Regions from separate parts of the Rattus norvegicus genome. Here region 2 is linked to region 1. The links are chromatin contacts, called in public Hi-C maps. All regions are on one chromosome and are shown on one strand. The core of a region is the stretch at or near the end of the contact, and the rest is flanking DNA. Distances in the headings are between cores, read along the strand shown.

The links. A called contact is a pair of places that touch in the nucleus more often than the background predicts.
Region 2: a Hi-C map of the Rat2 cell line shows a contact between it and region 1, with 6 times the contacts expected there. The contact joins two enhancer-like sites. A contact is called at or near these places in 7 of 12 Hi-C or Micro-C datasets (the A7r5 cell line, the Rat2 cell line, frontal cortex and 3 more).

What each region holds. Positions count from the first base shown.
Region 1 is chr1:108,118,036-108,121,325 of GRCr8, forward strand. All of the region lies in intron 1 of Nav2 (neuron navigator 2), which reads left to right. The region is part of intron 2 of LOC134483134 (a long non-coding RNA gene); the gene reads right to left. Among named protein-coding and RNA genes, the nearest start is that of Nav2, 25 kb to the left of the region's middle. Within about 2 kb of position 1,571, at least 8 of the 93 cell types and tissues checked have an H3K27ac peak or open chromatin away from gene starts, as enhancers often do.
Region 2 is chr1:108,274,155-108,277,444 of GRCr8, forward strand. The region is part of intron 6 of Nav2 (neuron navigator 2); the gene reads left to right. Among named protein-coding and RNA genes, the nearest start is that of Nav2, 180 kb to the left of the region's middle. Within about 2 kb of position 1,682, at least 17 of the 93 cell types and tissues checked have an H3K27ac peak or open chromatin away from gene starts, as enhancers often do.

The DNA of each region.
Region 1 (3,290 bases), core at 321-2,820:
CATGACCACACGCAGGTTGCTTATGTACCACACAACTCTCTCACATTTGCGTATCATGGGCTCTTCCTGAGCACGTCCCCTCTGTTGTATGAAGGTGGGAAAGAGATTCTGGTGTCTTCCTGCCAACTGGCCTCTTTCTTTTTTTTTTTTTTTCCGGAGCTGGGGACCGAACCCAGGGCCGTGCGCTTCCTAGGTAAGCGCTCTACCACTGAGCTAAATCCCCAGCCCCCCAACTGGCCTCTTTCAAACATCGGCCTCCATGCTGCTTGTCACCAGCCAGTACTTTACTAGGAGGATATATTCATGGCTTACCCAAGGTGCTGAGAAAGTCAGGTGTTAGCATCTTCCTTATAGGGAGAATGCTATGGCAAGAAGAGAGAGGGAAGGTCTGACCATTTGAAAACCCAAGCCGTGAACCACAGTGTGAAGGGGTAAGAGCTAGTGATGGAAGTTAGAGGCCTTGGAGTAAGAAGAACTAGGTTTGAGAACCATCTTGCTCCTTAGGTGACCCTCGTGCAGAGAGTCATTTCCTTATCTGAACCTGCAGAGGGTTCAGTAAAACCATGCAGGGAAAGCTCTTAGCAAGAAGCCTGATTGGCATATTGGCACCGTGAATGAGGCCTATTAGCTAATACTCATCTGATTTCTGAAGCCAATGGATCCAAAGTATCTGATCAGAAGAGAGAAAATAAGTCGGCACTGACAGCTCAAGCCATGGTGGATGGGGGAGCCAGCAGCAATCTGACATTCAAGGAAGAGGTACCCATTGAGGACACTGCCCCAGCAACCAAAGAACAATTTAGATGATTATGTGAGCAACTGTGTTTGGTGAACTCGTGGTTTCGAGTGGGTAGGAATGTCTAATACAGAACTTCATAGGCCAGAAGGCTTAAATAAAAACTTGGGTGCTTTGAACGCAAAACTCTGTGTATCTAGAAGCTTGTCTTTTGGAGGAGACCTCTTCCTGGGAGGAACCACTACCACAGACTCAGAGAGATCAGAGCCATCTGAGGAGTTGCTCCTAGTCTCCGTCTCTCTCTGTGAAGTAGGCTTTCTGCACCCTGTGGCACTGCCTGGCCTCCGCATTCGTCTGAGGATCTACCCAGAGCGGATCAGATTTGTCTGGGCTGGGTTCTCAGGTTTTTTTAGATGTGGATCTTAAATGTGGGGAACAGATGTGGGAGATGAAAGATAACTCCATCTGCTCCATTTCTCGGGAAATATGGAGACCAGAAGCGGATGACAGCTTTTCCTAACTGGGAACTTGGGAGAGAGCTGCAAATGGAGGACAGTGGCATCCACAGATAACATAGAGAGAGTCCCCAAACCTGGGTCCTAATCCCAGACTCAGAGGGTGGAGTCCACAGAGAGACTGGTTTGCTGGGCAGCCTCCAGGGGACCTGTGAGGAGAGAGCTCAGCCCCTAGACTGGAAGTCCCAGGGATACACCAGCCCATGGTGGCTCTTCTGAAGGGTTTTTAAGGCAGCAGAGATGACAGGAAAACACTTCTACTGCTCGGATGATCGAGATCTCTGCTAGGCTCCCCCAGTCTTGTTGACTGTCTGCCAAAGCCCAGGGCCATCCTGGGACCTTGGTAGCTTAGGTTCTGTCCCCTGGGGCCCTCCTAGGAGGTAGCTGTTGGAATAAGGGTGGTGGCTAAGAACTCTCTTCATTTACTCACACCTAAATGGTGAGAGAACATTGCAAGAGAGAGTTAGGTGCTCAAGGTCATTTAGCTAGAAAATAACACTTAGGGGACTCATGTACCACCACCCTACCACCACCACTATTACGGCTTTGGAAGCCATGATGATTCCCCTTGCGCTGCCCTGTTCTGAGAGTCAATGACAGGCTTTAGGGTACTGACTGAAGCAAAAGGCTAAATAAAACTTGAACTGGCTCCTGGAATGAATCCTTTCCTGATGACCTTTGACACCCTTACTTCCTAGTTCAGTCCTCCCCTACTTATTCCTCACCCATGCCCTTTGCCCTTTGTACACTGGCCCAGTTGAAAGTCTTCTGAAGACTGGAGTTTGGAACTTCAAATACAGAAGTTGGGTCTTTTTCCATCAGTAACCTTGGCAACCTCCTCTCAGCCCCAGTAGCCTTATCTATAGGATAGGATGTTATAGCATATAAGCTTATTGCAAGAACCAAAGGAGGCACTGAACACGGACCTAGCTACTGCACAGTAATGGGCCACTTTGGGGACAGAGGTCATCTCACCATGGTTATTTCTCAGCTTTGGGACAACCAGGATATGGCTGAGGCTGCCCACAAGGATTTCTAGTAGCCCCATGGTCTCATGTGACCTGGCAATCACATGAGTGCCAGGCAATCTCATGGCTCCTGACTCTGCCTGGTGCATTCCAGAGATGTACCAATACAGATCGTCCCTTCTTCATAGCCTGGCAGGCCATTAGCCCTGCCCATCTCTAGGTAACAGGGACAGATATTTTTGTTACTGCTGCCCCAGACATAAAAGCATTCTAGAAGCCGACCCTGCCTGTATCCTGAACAATCCACACCTGGACTAGAAGCTGCAGTTTGAATGGGACCTGGGGGACCTCCTCGAACTCAGGAGATTGACATAGGACAATTGGAAACTGGAGGCTATCATGGGCTACACAGCAAATTCCAGGACAGCCTGAGCTATAGCAAGGCCCTGTCTCTAAAAAGAGAGAAGAGATGGAGCAGCAAGCATCTCTGAAATGCAGAGCCGGATAAGGCAGGCAGGCAGGCTTGCCCTCCAGTTACCTTTGGCAGCTCTCCTGGAATGCTGTGGCCGCTATCGCCACCTGGTGGGCTCTTCCAGAAGCACATGCGTGGAGCCTTCTGGCATTAAAGCCATTAAAGGTTGGATTTCAGAATGCTGGGAATTGAAAATCCAATTAGACTGTCTCACAGTTAAAGAGCAAAACTGAGATCAGAGGACTGGAGGAGTATCTCAGAGGTAGGGTGCTTGCTTAACATGTGTGAGGCCTTCGAGTGCATCCTCAGTACTAGATCCTGAAAAGGAAGGGGTCAGGGGACAAGGCCAGAGGGGAAACCAAGGTTTAGCAGGAAAAGTGCCTTGAGCAGAGTCATGTGATCTTGCTTCAACATCCCCACCCAATTTTCAATATTAGATAAGTAACTGGGCCTCTGTATAGAGCAGCTCTCCCTGTGAGGCACCTGGGAAGGGAGGGCTTTGCAAGCTGCAGAAGATAACTCTGTGGTTGGGAGACGATGCCCATCGTAGCTGCTGAAGTAAATGAGGTCAGTGCTTCTGACAGTGAGAGTCAGGGTCC
Region 2 (3,290 bases), core at 432-2,931, 160 kb after region 1:
GATACCAGATACGGGAGGACCACGAAAGCCTCACACTCCAGCTTTTGTCCTTATCATCTAGGAGTAAACAAAAGCCAAACATCAAGGGGAACCAAATCATGTCTGGTGTGTTTTCTCTGGGAATCTTTGGGGGCGTTTTCTTGGGGAGAAGGGGCAGGAAAGCCCTTGAGTGTGAAGCTATGTGCTCGGGCTAACCCTTTCCCACAGAGACAAGAAGGCTCCTGGCCAGGTTTGCCTTTCAGGCAATAGGGATGTGCTTCAAAACCAGTGGTTTTGCTGGACGGCATCATTGTAAGAGGCAGTGAAGCTGGCCTTGGGGAGCAGGAAGAATGAGTGGGGAAAGGAAAGGAAACCGAGTCAGAGGAGAAGACAAAATCCGATTTGGTCAGTCTGCGTTGGGGAAGTGAGATGCGTGCCTGCTGTGCGTCTGAGCTGCAGGTGGTCTACCCGGGTGCTTCTGCTCCTGTTCGACAGGCAGAAAGCATCACCTGTGTGTGAGGTCAGTTTCATTTTAAGCTTCATTAGACGGGGAATGCACTTAGGCACCCGTGTGCTCTCTCCGTCAGGTTTACCAACCGCAGTTTGATCGGCAAGGCTAGGTTCATTCCATTTAAATATTTCTTCAAAAACATTTTTTTTCTCCTAAGCTATGCATTTGAGAGTATTCATCTACATTTAATAAATTTATGTTGAAGTAAATGAAACGAACTCTTCCATGGACATGTAAGGCCTGTCTGTCTTCACAATGCAAGATGTGAGCAAAGACAGAAGCAACTGAGCTGTGACCCTCGGGTTCAGCCACAGCTGCTACTTCATGGTGGGCTTCTCATGAAGGCACTTGACCCTTCTCTGCAGAAGCTGGCTCTCTAGGGCTGAACTCAATCTACCTGATAAGATGTCCTTTAGAGGGGGACAACCCCATAGGAAGAACAGTATCAACCAACCAGACTCCCTAGAGCTCCCAGGGACTAAACCACCAACCAAAGAGTACACATGGCGTGACCCATAGCTTCAGTCGCATATGTAGCAGACGATGGCCTTGTCGGGCATCAGTGGAAGGAGAGGCTCTTGGTCCTCGAAGGCTTCATGCCCCAGTGTAGGGGAATGCCAGGGTGGGGAGGTGGGAGGCGGGAGGGAGTGGGTGGGTGGGGGAGCACCCTCAAGGAGGCAGAGGGTGGGAGGATAGGATAGGGGGTTTCTGGAGGGGAAACTGAGAAGAGAAGAGAGAGGACATTTGAAATGTAGATAAAGAAAATATCTAATAAAAATGGGGGGAAGATGTTCTTTAGAATACCACTGTGCAGCTGGTGTGAGAGGGATCCAGCCTCTAGATGCTGTACATGAGGGGGTCACAGCAAGAGTATTGCCTTAAGGTAGTGGTTACAGTAGCCTCAATTGTTGGTAAGCCTGCCTGTGAATGTCATGTCCATGTGAGTGGCCATGATGAAGCATAGTCTGCACCAAGGCCCCGAGGAGCTACTGGTGGAGTTTCAGCAGTGCCTACGCCTAATTTTGTAGCTTAGAGGCTTTCTGAGCTTGGTGGGTGATAACACGGGCTCGAGCATCAGAGCGGTGGCCTGCTTAATTCTTGTAAAGTGTCCTGAGCCTGTTGCCTCGGCTGCGATGGGAGAATCAATAGCATTTTCCTGAAATGACAACTGGGTTGCAAGGCCCTTGGCCTATAGTGACTCAGCTTGGGAAAAGCAAGGCTTTGAGAGGAAAAAAAAATGGTTGTCATCCTGAATAGCCCAAGACAGTGAGCCTCTGCTGCCCTCTGCTGTCTGAGTCTTGTAATGCAACTCATCTCTGCCTAGCATTTTTTTTTCTTCTTCTTAATTTAACTTTTAAAAAAATTCATTTTTTTTGCCTTATATGTATGGGTATTTTTGCCTACGTGTTTATCTGTGTACAGATTATATCCCATGATGCTTGCACAGGCCAGATCATGGTATCAGATCCCGTGGAACTAAGTTACAGATGGTTTCAAGATGCCTTGTGAGCGCTGAGAATCTGGTTCCTCTGGAAGAGCAGCCAATGCCCTTAACCACTGAACTAAGACACCCTGCTAGATATGTAAAGATTCATCTAGGCAAAGATGTTCCCACCCAGGCATGGCTTCTCTGCTTTCTTTCCTCCCCTCGGGAGAGTGAATGTAGACCCAAGAATGTCTACGGATGTTCAGTAAGGTTCGAGTGGCCTGGAGGAAAAGCTGTAGCAGCAAGGAACTGACTGAGGGCTTGAGCCAAGCCCCTCCTCCTCGAGGTTGTCACTCACTCCCCTGAGGTGGGCAGCCAGCTGTAAGATTCAAGGAAAAGAAGCATTAATCCTAAGGAAAGAGATCTCTGCTGACACTAATGGATTTTTACTCTAAGAAAGTTTTGCTAGATTTTATTTATTTTTAGTGGGTGACTAATTTCAAATGAGGCAAAGCAGTGTATGGTTAAACAACCCCACTCTTGATCACACAGGCACTCACCCGACCCTTCACGTGCCGGGATGTGTGTCTAAGGTCATGCGTGCAAAGTCACTTCCGTATTAAGCATCACACTAGTCTCTGATATTCAAGAATGAAGAGAGAGGTGCCAGGCCCTGCCCTGTGGGAATCACAGTCTGGTGGGAGAGACGAATTAAGAAATCAACTAACAGAGTGGCACTTACTCCTCTGCAGAAACTTAGATGCCACACATAGATGTGTGCTTCTGGGCTGGGGACGGCGGGGCTCGAAGGTGAGACCCACAAAGTTTGCAGGGGTCCCCTTTATTGTGTTTACCCATTTGTCTCACACAGTGGTTGGGAGCTAAGGATGTTTTAGAACATGGGCATTAAATAAACAAACAGCTTCCCTGCTGGAATGAAAGTCCATGCCCTAGGCTAGAATTTTCTTCTCTCCACTCATAGGAAATAAAGGTAAAAAGTTGAAGGGTGGCTGCAGATGCAGCTTAGCAATGGAATGCTTCATACACACACACACACACACACACACACACACACACATTAATAAAACAGGAAAACAATTCTTGGCTCCACATTCATTTCTGTCTTCTCCCAGTGGGCGTTCTCTGGCCCCCAGAGGTGTTCGGGCAGGTCAGATCAGCCCTGTTTCAGCAGACAGCCTTGATGATGTTTGTAAACCTCTGGGTTGATTATCTCAGATAAAGGATGGAGTCTGTGTGATTTAGGCAGGTTCTGGAAGTGCTTCTGTCATTTGGATAATGTCACCAGTAAAAGCCATAGTCTGTGACCTTTCCTTAAGCCTACTTCCTGTAAAGGTATCTATCCATCCATCCATC